Regions from separate parts of the Mus musculus genome. Here region 1 is linked to region 2. A link is a contact called in public HiChIP or PLAC-seq data. All regions are on one chromosome and are shown on one strand. Each heading gives the region's core, a stretch centred on a gene start, on an enhancer-like site or on the middle of the called end of the contact. The rest is flanking DNA. Distances are from core to core; before and after follow the strand shown.

Evidence for each region. HiChIP or PLAC-seq counts read pairs in DNA pulled down with a chosen protein or histone mark.
Region 1: an H3K4me3 HiChIP or PLAC-seq map of embryonic basal ganglia shows a contact between it and region 2, with 4 times the contacts expected there. The contact joins two enhancer-like sites. A contact is called at or near these places in 7 of 115 datasets of contacts at active chromatin or transcription factors (craniofacial prominence, embryonic basal ganglia, embryonic forebrain and 3 more).

Annotation. Positions count from the first base shown.
Region 1 is chr9:69,268,756-69,276,205 of GRCm38.p6, reverse strand. The region is part of intron 2 of Rora (RAR-related orphan receptor alpha); the gene reads right to left. Among named protein-coding and RNA genes, the nearest start is that of Gm46153, 33 kb to the left of the region's middle. Within about 2 kb of position 3,100, at least 23 of the 459 cell types and tissues checked have an H3K27ac peak or open chromatin away from gene starts, as enhancers often do. A contact at or near this core is called in embryonic basal ganglia, where this site is marked.
Region 2 is chr9:68,790,612-68,797,444 of GRCm38.p6, reverse strand. All of the region lies in intron 1 of Rora (RAR-related orphan receptor alpha), which reads right to left. Among named protein-coding and RNA genes, the nearest start is that of 9530091C08Rik, 29 kb to the right of the region's middle. Within about 2 kb of position 5,309, at least 19 of the 459 cell types and tissues checked have an H3K27ac peak or open chromatin away from gene starts, as enhancers often do. A contact at or near this core is called in embryonic basal ganglia, where this site is marked.

The DNA.
Region 1 (7,450 bases), core at 1,851-4,350, 480 kb before region 2:
CAACAGTGACCCAATGTGGGCATCTGGGTAAGCCCAGGCCTGGCTGGTCCAGGCTTCCAGGGAAGCCTAGGGATTCAGAGAATTTTCCACTGCGAAGTATATGTTTTGTTTCCCAGACACTCCAGTTGTGTGCTATATGTTTAGGATGTCAGACGATACCATCCTGAGAACGAGTACTTAAGACTGCAGGCTCTGTTAGCCTTCACAATTCAGTATTGGCACCATTTTCTAACAATGTAGCACCAAGATGGTCTGAATTAAAATAAGCTGCTAATTTATTCTACTTCAAAAAGATTTGTTGAATGTTTAAAAGTGATGCTTCAAACACAGAAGTTGGTCCTCTCTGGAAATATGATGTCTTTTTTTTTTCTCTCCGCCAAGCATTCCTAAAATACATATTTAATTAACAAACATATCATGATTCTATCTGAAAGGGTTTCTGATGTGCTCCTTAAGATTTCAAGGCCATAAGACGTGAGCAGTTTCTGTGGAGTTGCCTCACACGGCCTGTACGTACCTAAGGCTAATGAAACAGAATTTAAGTCTGCGCAGTGGCAGGTCCGAGATGGCATCTGTCACCCAGCGCTTACTACACTCAAAATTTATACCAAATAATTACCTTATAAAATCACGATCATCAGACACGATTAAGTGACACTCTTTAAGATCACGGGCCTTTAGAAGATTCAAAACAAGATGAATCACTGGCAGCAAAAGGAACAACGACAGGGAGGAGAGATGCTGACTCTGTGCACTTGACCACACAGCCGAAGAGAGCCGTAGAAGTGGCTGTCTACAAACCACGCAGTGCTTCCTAACTCACGTTTTTATTAACTTTTCTGGAGACAACACCCTCCCACCCCCAACCCATAAATTCTCATCAGGCGACAAACGACAGACAGATCTGAATCAAACCTGGAGTTTAAAACAGCACCTGCCAGCAGGCATGCTCCTGGTATGCCCTACAGAGGGTTGCTTCCAGTTGGTTCACGGCTATTTTAAATGCTCCTGGATGGGGCTACTGAATTACCCTGTCAGTGAGCAGGAAAATGTTATGCCAACCCTTCTGCAAATTCCTTCCAAGGACACAAAATACTTGGGATCATTCTAATAGAATCAAGGCTAATTTGAGGGGGAAAAAAAAAAAGAAAAAGAAAAACAAGTTGTTTTTCACTTGAAAGCTTTCGGTTTGAACTAGTGGAAGGAGCCTAACTAACACAGGGCAGCTGGGCTATGACTCACAAAACCTTGGAATTCAGGCCAAAGTGAGTATTTCCTTAGAATGTGTGTGATATGCATGTGCATCTCTGGTGGGGCCCAGAGGGTATTAAATAAATGTCGTCTCTGGGAAAGGATGAATGATAGTACATGTAATAATGACCCATGGATTTTTGCATCAGCAAAAGATTCCTATAAAAAAGTTGAAATGCATTTGGAATTTGTGTTTGTGAATAATTCTGTGTTCATCTTTTTGCCTTAAAAAAAATCACTTATACTCAGCATGAACTTTCTTGTTTTGTTTGGTTTTTGTTTTGTTTTTTTGTTTTTTTGTTTTTTCTTAAACCAAGGTGTGAAAAACATAGAAGTGTTTTCCAGAACACAAAAAGACGATTACAGTTCTTAGAAAGCTATGTTGGTATACGGTGTGTGTTGTGATGATAATTTTAAATTTTCTTCAGAGATATTTCTTAGAGCAGCCCTTGGGTGAGACGCTGTAGGAAGGTTTGAAAGGGAGGTTAAAGGAGCTTGGCATGTCTGCACTAAACATTGTCACCAAGATTCAGAGATGGAATCCCGTTGTCAGTGTGTGCACCAGGCTAACTGTGGCCAGAGAAGTGTAATTGTGAGAAAAACCTTCCACAATTAGAGACATCTCACTTGAAAGCCTTATGCATGCAATGTAGTAGAAAACAAAAATAAAATGGCCAGAAGGAAGAGGAGGAGGAGGAGGAGGAGGAGGAGGAGGAGGGAGAGAGATGGGGCGATATTACAAAGTCACCCACTAAAATCCGAGAAACTTAGCTCCAGCCATGTGCTTCAAAAGCAAGCTTCTGGCAGCCACTAGGATGGCTTCTTGGCCTAAAAATCACAATCCTGAAAGCCATGCTGTCCCAAGTTTGAGTATACAAAAGATATTAGAGAAAGAGCCTTACGTGATCAACTTAGACCTTTGCAAATAAGAGCAGAGAAAAAATACATGATAAATTATTAATAGAAGAGCTTTCATAAAAGATAAAAAGTGAGGCATAAGGAATGAAAAACCATGACAGGACAGGATCACTAAGTGTAAGGGCCAGCCACCAGCCACACCTTGTCTTGAGGACATCTTGTGTTACAGCATACTATGAAGGTCATAATAATTAATGTTTATAGTAGCTTTGAATCATTAAGAATGATTTAGCTCATGAAGACAGGGACTTACATAATATATTTGGAGAGCCCTTCCCCTGCAAAATAAAAGTGAAGTTGTTTAAGCATTTATAGAGACATGCTCCAGAAAAGTTAATTTATAAGGGAATATCTCATTTCTTCTCAATTGTCTGCATACGCAGAGTTGGTATGTGTGCCTATAATAATAAGCCTTCTTACTTAAGAACTTCCAATCAGGGGTTTGGCTATTTTGGGTTCAGTGAGAATTGCCCTAAGGTCTCCTGGCAGAAAAAAGATTTTTACTTAGTAGGACACCTTCGAGACACACGGAGTTTTCATTCAGTTCTAACATTCATCGAACGTTAATAAAAATGAAGTGGTCCAAACACCCCTCTACCTCTATTTAAATTAGACTTGCGCATCAAATGCTTCCTTGGATAACTCAGGGCTGGGGTTTAAATATGGATCATTCTATTAAGATATTTGTTGTCATGGCTAATTCTGTACTGCATTGAACCTGCCAGCATTCTAGAGAAGAAAAGATTAGCAGTAAGGGGAAATTCAGTGGAAAACAGAAGCAGGAAAACTCAGCATAACTTGGCAACGGCTGCCTTTCAGTGCAAGTGAGGCAACTGATTTTGTCAAAGGACGCCTTTATACGCACACACACGTGATACCAATGCCCTTCTTCAATGGCTATGGTAACTCATTAAAATAAAACAGAAAAACCTGCCTGCTTGTTGCCAGGGCACTTGGCACACATTCAGGAAAACCAGTTAAATTGTGCGAGGCCTAGAGACTGCCACCTCCTCAACCTGTCAGATGACAGCCACTCTGCAGACACTTCAATGGTCTGCAGATACGTCGTCCCAAGTCCTGCCTAGCAGAGGAAGAGAGGAAGGGGAATTTATTGCCTAGAACGTCTTAAACTAGCGCCCAGATACTTTGGGTTTCTATCTCTTGGACTCTGTATTGTGTCCAGACTCCAGATTAATGATGCTTTTTGTAGTGAAATCTTCATGGTCACCTCCTAGGTCCCATAGAATTTTAATAAACTGATGCCGTCACAATTCTTTCTCTAGGAAGAATGTAGGAAAAAGCTAGGCTGAAACGCAGATGCTCAGGAAGAGGGTGGCATCGAGGAGGGATTAGGGTAGCAAAACAGCTTTCTGGCTCAGCCAGGGTCACACACTAACGGAAAAGCTGGGACTTGAACCCCAGTTTCTGACTCCTACTGTAGTGCTCATGACACATTGCTTCCGGTGGAACATTGCCTATGAATGGGCTTCCTGCTTTGAAACATTTGTACCATGAGGCGCTCAGGTGGGCAGGCTAAGTAAAGTTACCCGTGGCAGGAGACTTTTGTAAGTGATGTATGAAGCTGACTTCCTGTTCTTGCCTGCCATAGAGATACTTTGCACGACCCTTTTGCATGCCACCAATAAGTTAGCAATTAGGTTTTAATTCATTGAGCTTCCTAATAGTCTTCAGAAACCAGCTCAAATGACCTGCTATACAAACCAGGCCTGGAGATTTGATGGTCACTTTATGGTCTTTTAACCTTTCAGGTCACAGATATACAGGGTCAAAGGTATCTCCATGATAGCAGGAAGGATATATTTCCAAGTGACACCTCTTCATTAATCTATTTAAAACATAAAGACCGTGAAGGATGACTTTCTGGGATTCAGTCTCAGCAAACCTCTGCCCATATCCAAAGGATGCTTGGCTTTTGGGTTAACACCTTCTCCTTGGTATAAAATACTGAATTGAAAACGTTGTTACACTAGAGAGCTGGGGGTGGGGGTGGGAGGATGCTCTAGGCAGCAAATCACCTGCTCTTCAAGCTTGAAGACCTGAGTTCAGATCCCACCCACGTAAAAACCAGAGCTTTTTACAGCAAACCTCAGCCCTGTGAGTGAAGACAGCCAAATCCTCGGGCCTCACTGGCCAGTCAGTCTAGCCAATTAGTGAACTCCATGTTCAGTGAGATACACACACACACACACACACACACACACACACACACACACATCGTGGAAAGCAATGAGGACTATACCTTATGTTGTCCTAGCCTCTACATACAGGCACACCAACACATATGAGCACCCCCTTACACGTGCATCCACACACATACAGACAGTTATAAGAACACTTACAGGCTATATTATCTTCAAATTGTATTACTTAGCACGAGAGCTTTTGAAATAAAATGCATGAACTATTTAAGTAGGCAAAATAGCGTGTAATATCCATGCCAAGGGTTGGGAACAATGCAGGTAGCAAAGGACTTAGATAAAAGTCTGTGGCAGGGAACCTGGCAGCCTCAGGACTGAAACCCTCAAAGTCTGACCCCTGCTCAATGCTCTGGTCATCTGGTCACAATGAGGAAAGAGACAGTAAAAGGTCATTTGTGGAAAGTGCCTGAGATGGTGGCCTCCCTTTCATTATCTTCCACGATCAGAGATGAAACAAACCATTTCTAAAAGTACCAGCCATGCCAGAAACTCCTGCATCTCAACCCTAAATGGGAAGACATAGAAGAGGTTGATAAAAACGAAATTGTGGTGTACTAATTCTTATCACAGCACCAAAGTAGCAGCCTGAAGAGGGGGCCCCACTGTTGCCTGATGAAAAGCCCTAGTCGAGGACTACCCACTGAGGCAGTCAGGGCCCAGAAGGGAGGGAATGGCCTCATCTTCAGAGGCCTGAATGGCCAGACTCTCTCAAATGAATAGATAACACCGTGGCAGAAAAGGCAGCAGAGATGAAAGCAGAGCCACCGAAAACAGAAGAGCGGAGGGAAACCTTCAAAGGGGTAAAAAATAACAAAAGTCCAGGACCGATGTGATCAGCACCCAAATGCTAAAACCACAGCTCCAGGGAGCTGTTTGAAGCCGCTAAAGAGAAGGAATACAATCTGGAATGAACAGAAATTGTCATCAAACGGAGCAAAAGGGCCACCGAGGGACCTTAAGGAAGGGTAACCTATGGGAATCTGAGCCCTGCAAAGAGCTCACTTGGCAAAGTCCTTTTGAACACCTCAATCATTCTAAAGTGTTGTGTAAAATGCACACACACACACACACACACACACTCACAGACTCACACATTCCACGATCTGTAGGGCATTTTTCCTGGAGGTGCCTGTCAAAAGTCTTCAATAACGTGAGGCAATGACAAGCGATCGGATCTCCCACTCTGAGAAGCAGGGGCAAAGAACAGACGAGGGTTCCATCAAAGCCACCTCTAATCTTTCTACCACATCTGCAATGTCCATCTCACCAGGGGTGACCTCCTGCATGACCTTCGGGAGAGATGTGTTCTTTGGTTTTGTCTGGGTTTTGGTTTAATTCAGCAGGAAGCAGGGCCATGGCTGGGTACCAGGAGTACAAAGAAACTTGCGGCAAGGAGGCAAAACATGCTGGTGTGATCGACAATGAGCCAGATGAAATAAATGGCTAGTCGCATCTTATGAGACCCTCAGAATGAAAAATAAAATCGGATGCCTTATCAGTTTTAGACCTCATTTCCCATCATGATTACCAAGTAGGGGATGGCCGACAAAACACAATACAGCAATAACATAGACACACACACACACTCACATGTACACACATGCATGAGAGCAGGGGTGGGGGCGGGGAGAGAGAGAGAGAGAGAGAGAGAGAGAGAGAGAGAGAGAGAGAAAGAGAGAGAGAGAGAACTGAAGAGTTTTTTTTTTAAATTGGGTATAACCCTTGTCAGCCATCTGAATAAACGGTTTAAATTTCACTCAAAGAAATGACTTACAGAGGTTTCAAGAAATATTCTGTCTTAATGTAAGTAACTGCTCATAATCCCTCAAGTTTGAGAGATAGATAGATAGATAATGTAAAAAAATTAGAAGACTCTAAAAAGTTTGTAGATAAAACTAAGGAGTCCTGACATGGAAAGTTTTTGAGGAGACCTTGTCAAAGGGAATTTACATTCCACCATAGACATCATGTCTCTTCCTCCAGTATTGTCTTCCCTCTGCCGAGACACAGTCAGGAATGAAACATTTCTTCATCTTGAATGGGTTCAATCTCTCAGATCTCAAAAGATGTCCAAGAAGGGGACCCACTCGGGAGTGACTCACAATTTGTTTCAATTTCTTCTGTCTCTAAACAGTCATTCAAGATCCTTCCAAGGTTCCAGCCAGTACCAGCATAAGGCACCAGAGGAAGAAAGAGAGACTCCATCCCCCATCACGCTAACTTCCCTCAGAGACTTCCATATACACAGTGGGGGGATTCCTATGTGAGGTATTTTCTCCCATGATTCCATTCGGCATTTCCCCTTTCTTTGTATAGGTAGAAAACAAGATCACCGTCTGTCACTTCTTCAGAGAATCTTTAGTTTAAGAAGAAAAAAAAAATGGATGGACTCTTCTTAGCATGAAAGGTCTGGAGTACCCGGGATGCATAGTAGGTGCTCAAGAAACATGACCCAACGCGCAGGGTGCACTTGCTCTCAGAGCTGGCCTGAGACGGGGACACAAGCTGCTTTGGGAAGCATGATGAAGAGCCCCGCCTTTCCGGCCGAGCCGTTCTCCATTCTTTCATCACTGTCCTCAAAGATACCACTGATGTTGGTCCTCCGGTCTCACTCTTTTTTCCTCTGACTGGACTAACTGAGTCTACTCTGCTCACTAGCTGCCACTTCAGAATCCTGTCATGCAGAGGAAGGCCAAAGGACATTTCCCCCTAAGTCCTTTTAACTTCCTGGCATTCCGTTTTTTCAACCCCACATTAAAGGTGCTCACGTTTTATCCTAGTACCACCAGCCAATGGGTGGCCTCAAGTTAGACTAGGCAGGACTTCTGTCGGGGGGCTTTCCCTGTTGGGCACGGGAGAAGGAACCCAGAGAAACGTTCCTTCCAACTCACTTTGTCATTTTTTCCCCTTGGATGCCGTCCCTGACGGTTCTGAGATCAGATGCCTTAGAGACGAACAAATAACAGATGTCAATGGAGGGTCGTCGGGGAGCCGGTAAGACCCATGCCTTGCAAGTTCTCAAAATGAAGAGTTTCCTTTTTTCTTTGATATTATCTTCCACA
Region 2 (6,833 bases), core at 4,060-6,559:
GCTAGCCCAGGTCTGGGTTGGTGTCAGTCCCTGGCTCTAGTGCAATATGGATTTGGTAGTCTCTCAGACTGATGAAGGACCATAAAATATTGCTCCACAACAGTCGAAAAGCAGCCCCAGCACTGTAATAGTTACTTTGCTCACAGATCTCTGTAATCTTTTTTCAAACTGCAACACTAGAAACCTTTTTGCCATTTGGAAGCTATCATCCAGCAAATATTTGCAAAATCCGACCTCGGCACACTCTCAGAGTCAAGCAAAACATCAGCCTGAGGATGCAGGACGATGTCTCAAGAGGACCTGTGAGTCTAAACGTTTGCTCTCAGACGCCTGAGGAGTTCAACCCAGTCTGAAATTCTACTTATCTGAGAGCAAAAGCTCATGCCAACCCACAGTCTTAAGCAAGACTTCATAAAGGCAGGGGAAAGGCTCAGTGGAGGACATTCCTGCCACACAAGCAGTGCCAGGTGGAGAGACAGCGCAGTGGTTAAGGGCACTTGCTGATCTTCCAAAGGGCCTGAACCCACTCCAGGTCCAGGGATCCCAATGCCTTCTGATCTCTTCTGGTATCCACAGACATTGCACTCATGCAAACATACACAGTGAAAATCATCAAACTTAAAACAATACCAATAGCAATAGTAATAACTCTTTTAAAAAATAATGTGAAAACCAACGTTGATCTTTGGCGTCCACACGCACAGGCACACATACACGCAAACCCACAAGCACATGTGCACACTCCCATACAAGCATGCGCAAACACCACACACAAGCTGTATGAAAGGAACTCAATGAAACACACTACAAGACTGATGTCTCTCAGCCCCATTCCCTCTGAACACTTACACTCTGTCAAATCCCTATGACTGGAGCGCTCTATGCATTGGACGAACTAAAAGCAAGCAAACGTTAAGCAGGCTTATGCTAGACTAAAGACTACAATTTATATTAACTTAAAATTGGTGTTTTGCAACTTTGGATATTGTCAACTGGAATGAGATGCGGGTTCATTCCTAAAAGTTCTAAAGTCTTCCTAAATTTCCCAATAACTGGACATATCTGCATGTGTTTGAGGCAAGGTTCAACAAATAATATCATGCTGCCTATTTTTATAAATAAAATTTTATTTCAATGAAGCCATGAAATTTGCTTCATTTGCTTATAGATTGCCTACACTGTTTTCTCTCTACAATGATGGTAGTCAGTAATTGCTATGGAAATTACATAAGTCGCAAAGCCTAAAGAATTGACTCTCCAGCCCAGAAAAACTTCATAAAACCAACTTGAATAATCGAAAAGAAATATCAGAGATTTAAACCTTGACAATGTGACATATTAATCACAAACTCCAAACAACTAACATAAAAATGAATTCACAAACTTGCTGGCCCCAAGCCCTGCCCACCAGTGTCAAAATACATTCTTTTCCCCCAGGCTCTTGGTGGGGTCTTCAGACATAAAACAATGAATGCTTTGCCATTTGCGCAGCTGCTTCACAGACTTTTGAGGGGCCTATTTCATCTAAAAGCTACAATCAATTTAAGTACTGGAAATTTATACATAGCCTGCATCCACTAAGAAGTAAGAGGGAAGCCCCCAGTAATCATGAATTCCTGCATACAATTTGAGTCACATAAAAACAACATATGAGGAAAGGGAGGAATGGGATCTTTAGGAGCCATAAGTCTGCAGCTGGCAGATAAAATGGCATCCCAGATAATCACATTCAATTGTCACTAATGTTAATATATGTCGGCAACAGTGGAGGGCCGCGCACCAGAGGTTAGCTTTACTGCCCATGTGCAGATGTTTGCAGTTCTGCATCTCTGCCATAACCCCATGGGGCCGCATTTTCATGGGCTCCGCATGAATTTATGGCCAGGGAGCCATAAATGTTACAGTTCCTCAGACCTTGTGGCTTGTGGAGATTGTCACGGTGCTTGTAAAGTAGAGAGGCGCAGATGTCTTCTGTTAGCAAGCCGTTTCTAGGCCAGCTCGGGGGTTCCAGACCGTACCGGCTTCTGAAGCACCGGTTATCCATCCCATCAATGCCACTCTGGTCTACAGTCCCACCGTTGACTTCCTTACAGCACTCCTAACTATGTTTATCTCTCTGTGTGTACATGTGCTGATCATGCGAGTTGGTTATGCAAGAAAGAAGAAAGCCACATGAGCGAGAAACCAAACAGCTTGTTCCAGAAGGTGCCTGAAGTTTCGTGTTGGGGAAGCACAAAGTGGCAGGGCCAGGGGAGCAGACTGTGCAGTATGGAAAGAACACAGGCTTGGGAGAAAGGCAGATCTTGGTTAAAGTCTGGTTCTATCATCTACCAGAAGTGGGACTTTAGAAATCTGCCAAGTCCCCACAAAGTTCTGGTCCCCATTAGTAAAGTGTGCCTTGGAGGGTCAACATGATGACAGAGTCGGGGCATGACAGGGGTGGGAACCAGCAACAACACTGGTAAAGTCCGTACTAGAGAAAAGTGGCTTGTTGTTGCTGTTGTTGTTATTTGAGAATTCTCTCTATAGCTCCTTCCACGGGCACTGAATGGCTCATTTATGTCATTATGAGATTTCAAGGCACAGCACAACCTTTCCAACCTCACTTCTGTGTCACCATCAGGCAGGTGAAGCGGGGACAAGCACAGCTGACTCTGCTCCACTGAGAGAGCCACCAGGATGGTTCCTCCCCAGGCTCCTCAACACACACAAGCTCTGTTCACCTCACCTGCCCTCAACAGGTGAGGCAGGGGCACACTTTCCCTGGGAGGGAAGCGAAGCCCACTTGTGTCACACTGAGAACCACACAGCAGATGCCGAACCTCCTTCAAGAAATGTGAGTCAGTGTTGCAAACAGCAGAAGGAAGACGCCGAGAATGTTTTGCTCTTGGAGGCGCCCCTGCTTTCTCTAGGATGGAATGAATGCTCCTAAGGACTATGGACTATGCATAAACTGACCCCCGAGTCTGCGAAATGATCTCCAGATCTGCCCTCTTTCCAGATGAGAGAAAATCACACACACACACACACACACACACACACACAATGCACACTTGCATGCATATCCGTGTGTGTATGTAAACACACATACACACAGAGGAAAGGGAAACTTCACATCTACAAGTGGACAATCTGACACAAAGTTAAAGTCGTCTCTCTGCGGCATGTATTCACAGGTCATCCTTGGGGTCCTCTGCTGAAATGTTTCCATACAATAGCCTATGGAGCCCCCAAAATATGTAATGAAAAATCTCAATGAAAGGTTGTCATTGGCCAAGAGATTCTCCCTGAAATGTTTCAAAGACCTTTCTTTGTGGTAGAGGGCAGATCCATCGAGAGCCAAACACATAACTGCAAGCTCGAGATTATGGATTGCATGGCTAGCTTATCTCTGCAGTCCATCCTCCAAAGATAGGCAGGGTGCTGGGGAATCTCGGTTACATGTTGATGGAGAACATAGCTTTCCAAAGGAGAGTGGCAAAAGGTTCCCTGTCACCATACCAATGATCATTCGGGTACAAATACATGTGCCATGCAATGGCAAACTTTAGTCACATGGCTTGGTGGCTGGAATTTACTCCACTCCAAAGCCCCATGTCTAAGTATCAGAGCATCAGGGAGGCTGGCCCCATCCTCTTCTCCACTGGACTTCTTTCCATTGAAAGGCTGACGCCTCCTTGACCTTCAGGAGGAAACAGAAGGCTATTGAGGGTTTTGCTCTGAAATGAGGGAAGAGGGAGAGAGCTTAACTAGGAAGTCTACCTTGGTTAGTGGCTCACTCCTTCATCTTGATGAAGTACGCCAAACAAAGAACTTTATATTTTTCTTTGGGGGAACAGGTAAGCAGGTGCATGTGTGCATGTAGGTACACATATACATGCACACGCACATACACATACATAGGTGCTTGTATGTGTGCAGAGGCCAGAGGTCAGCTTGCTTGTCTTTCTCAGTCACTATCCACTAGCTACCTTTAAAACAGTCTTTCACTGAACCTGGAACTCACAGATTAGGCAAGACTGCCCGGCCATTGAGCCCCAGGGATGCCCCTGTTTCTGCCTCCCCAGTGCTGGGCTTACAAGTGGCTCGCCCATCTTATTGATGTGTGTGCTCACACTTGCATGGCCAGTACTTTATTGCCTGAGTCATCTCTCCATCCCTGGGCCCTCATATTTTCCAACTTCTTCTTGAAGGCATTGGGACAGACTAAAGGGTCCCAGGGCTTCCTTTTCTCTTCAGGTTTGTTCAGTAGAACTAAACAAAAGTAACACAGTTGCTAATCTGGTGTCCTTTGAGGAATCTTAAAATACATCCCAGATTGCAAGGTAGTCTTGAAAAATCCTACTAGTTGGTGATTTTTGGATCAAGGACTGAAAGCTGGAAAACAAACAAACAAAACAAAACAATTGACTTACTGTGTAACGAGAAAATGTGTGGCCACTGGCTCATTATCATCTGCATAAACCAAGCTGTTCTACAAGTCAGCAGTAGGTTAGGTAATTTTGGGCTGGGGCTGAACGGGTCACAGGTCTTAACCTCTCATTGGACAAGGTTATAGCAGCTGTAACCTTGTGTGCTGAAGAGATGTCTGGGCTCTAGATAAAGCAGGGGAGAACACAGTTAGTTGCTGACAGTCTCAGGTCACAATCCACCACAGCTGCCACTGATGTCACCTCATCCTTGCTTGATACCTTTCCTATTTAAAGCCCATACCTCTATCCACAGTCATCTGTGAGTTCAAGAAGAACAAGAAGGCCCCGTGATTATCTCCCTGTCCCTGCCATACCTAAAACCACCAGCTTACACTTACGCTGCCTTTCCTTCTGTAAACTTACAAGGTAACATCTGCTTCAGAGGCAGATGTTTGCCCCAGAATGTTCGCTCGATCGCTCGTTCGCTCTTCTGCTCATTGATGCTTTTCTGGTTAACATCTAACTATCCTACTCATTAGTTCTTAATAATACTTTTTGCATCCAAGCCATGCCAAAGATGCTCTCTTCAGCGCTCTGCCATTATTGTCGCTTCTGGTGCTGTTGAATTAGCGCTGCTGAATAAAGGGAAAGTAAAAATAAGCCCCTCGAAAGAAGGCCGCTGCGCTGCGTGTAACAGCTCTGTCTTTGCAAACTGAAACAAGCTGAAATCAATTAAAAGTGTGTGTTGAGAGAATGCTTCTCAGCTGCCTAATTGTGCCACCTCTGCTTCGGGGCCAAAGTTTGACTCTCTGCCAAATTGCCATCAAAAACGGGCGGCCAGCAGTCACTGCTGCACCGCAACTGCGGGAGCCGGACTAATGAAAGAAGCCCGGTGCATTCTGGGGCCAGGTGCACAAAGACTCCACTTCCCAGAAGCACTCCTCCACTGTATGGCTCTACCAACAGACTCGAGGGTCCTCAGTGATAAGGGCATTATGACAGCGGGATATCTTATCCCACCTGGGGTGTCTTCAGTCTGACTACTTTAACAGATTACCTAGTTCTGCAGAGCCACAGAACTATGTCTGAAACCCTCTCAAAAACTACTTTTTAAGATTTATTTTTGTTTATGTGTAGGTGTGACCATGTGAGTTCGGATGCCTATGAAGGTCAGAAGAGGGCATTAGGTCTCCTGGAGTTCAGGTGGTTGTGAGGCACCCCAACTTGGGTGCTGGAGGAGCCCCACTTTTAACCACTGACTTGTCTCTTTGACCCCTGAACACTAGTTTTGAAAATAACTCTAACTTTAATGTCTTAAGAGGCCAATGCCACTGTCAAAACAGTTGAAGAAACCAAAATATAAACAAAACTAAAGCTGATTTATCTGATAAGAAAAGCATATATATTCTTCAAGGAACATGGGCCAGCACAATGTACTGTTTGGAGATCAGGAGAAAGGATTCTTAATAAATCATCAATGATGATTTCCATGGATACAACAAAGATATAGTCACCATATTGTTTACCTTTATGTGACCATCCCCTATAGAAAAAAAGCTAATTATAAGAATCATGGTCATTAGCAAATATAAGACTCGCTTATGAGGCTTAGGACATTGTCAAATATGAAAAAAAAAAGGAACTTATGTCAAACCCAGAAAATGTTCAGAGTGTGGAATTCTCTGTGCCCTGCATTTCTGAGACCCCATGAATTCCCATGCAACCCTAGAGCATGTTCTTATACTTTTTATAGAAGGTTCCTCCTTTCAGCCTAAGCAGCTGTCTTTCAGCAAAGATTACTTGGCAAACACTGCTTGATCAAGTATAAATCAGATACGCTCCTCTGAAATCTAAACCTACAAAGACTATGTCCCATAACACTCCATAAAAATGAAACACAGAAACACTACATTATTGCTGCCAAAAGCAATAGAGAAACTATGAATGAAAACGATTGCTGGGCGTGTCTTCTATGAGATTTCATGTAAACAACCTCCCCTATTATCTGACTCTCTACCATCGGATAGGCTTACATGTTGCAAATTGAAATGAGGATCACTTGTGAGGAAATTAAAATGTTATAAACTGCCCTGGGTGTTGTTGGCACTGCTAAAAAAAAAAAAAATGTTGAGGACTAACCACAATCAAAACCTCATTCCTCTTCAGTCAACAGATTCCATCTGACGCTTAGAAGCAGGGTGCCAAGAGAATCGGTGAGGAGAATGGCAGCTCTTATGGGCTCCCCTCTTTAAATGAACCCTGAGGAGTCCAGGGTAGTGCATGGGTAAATCACACAACATTCTCTCTCCCAGACTTCTTATTCACACCCTGACCTCTGACACACTTTCCTGTCCCTGCCTGTGTCTGCCCTCAGCAATCCGCATCATGATCCTGGCATTCTCCTATGCTCCTGAGTTACTC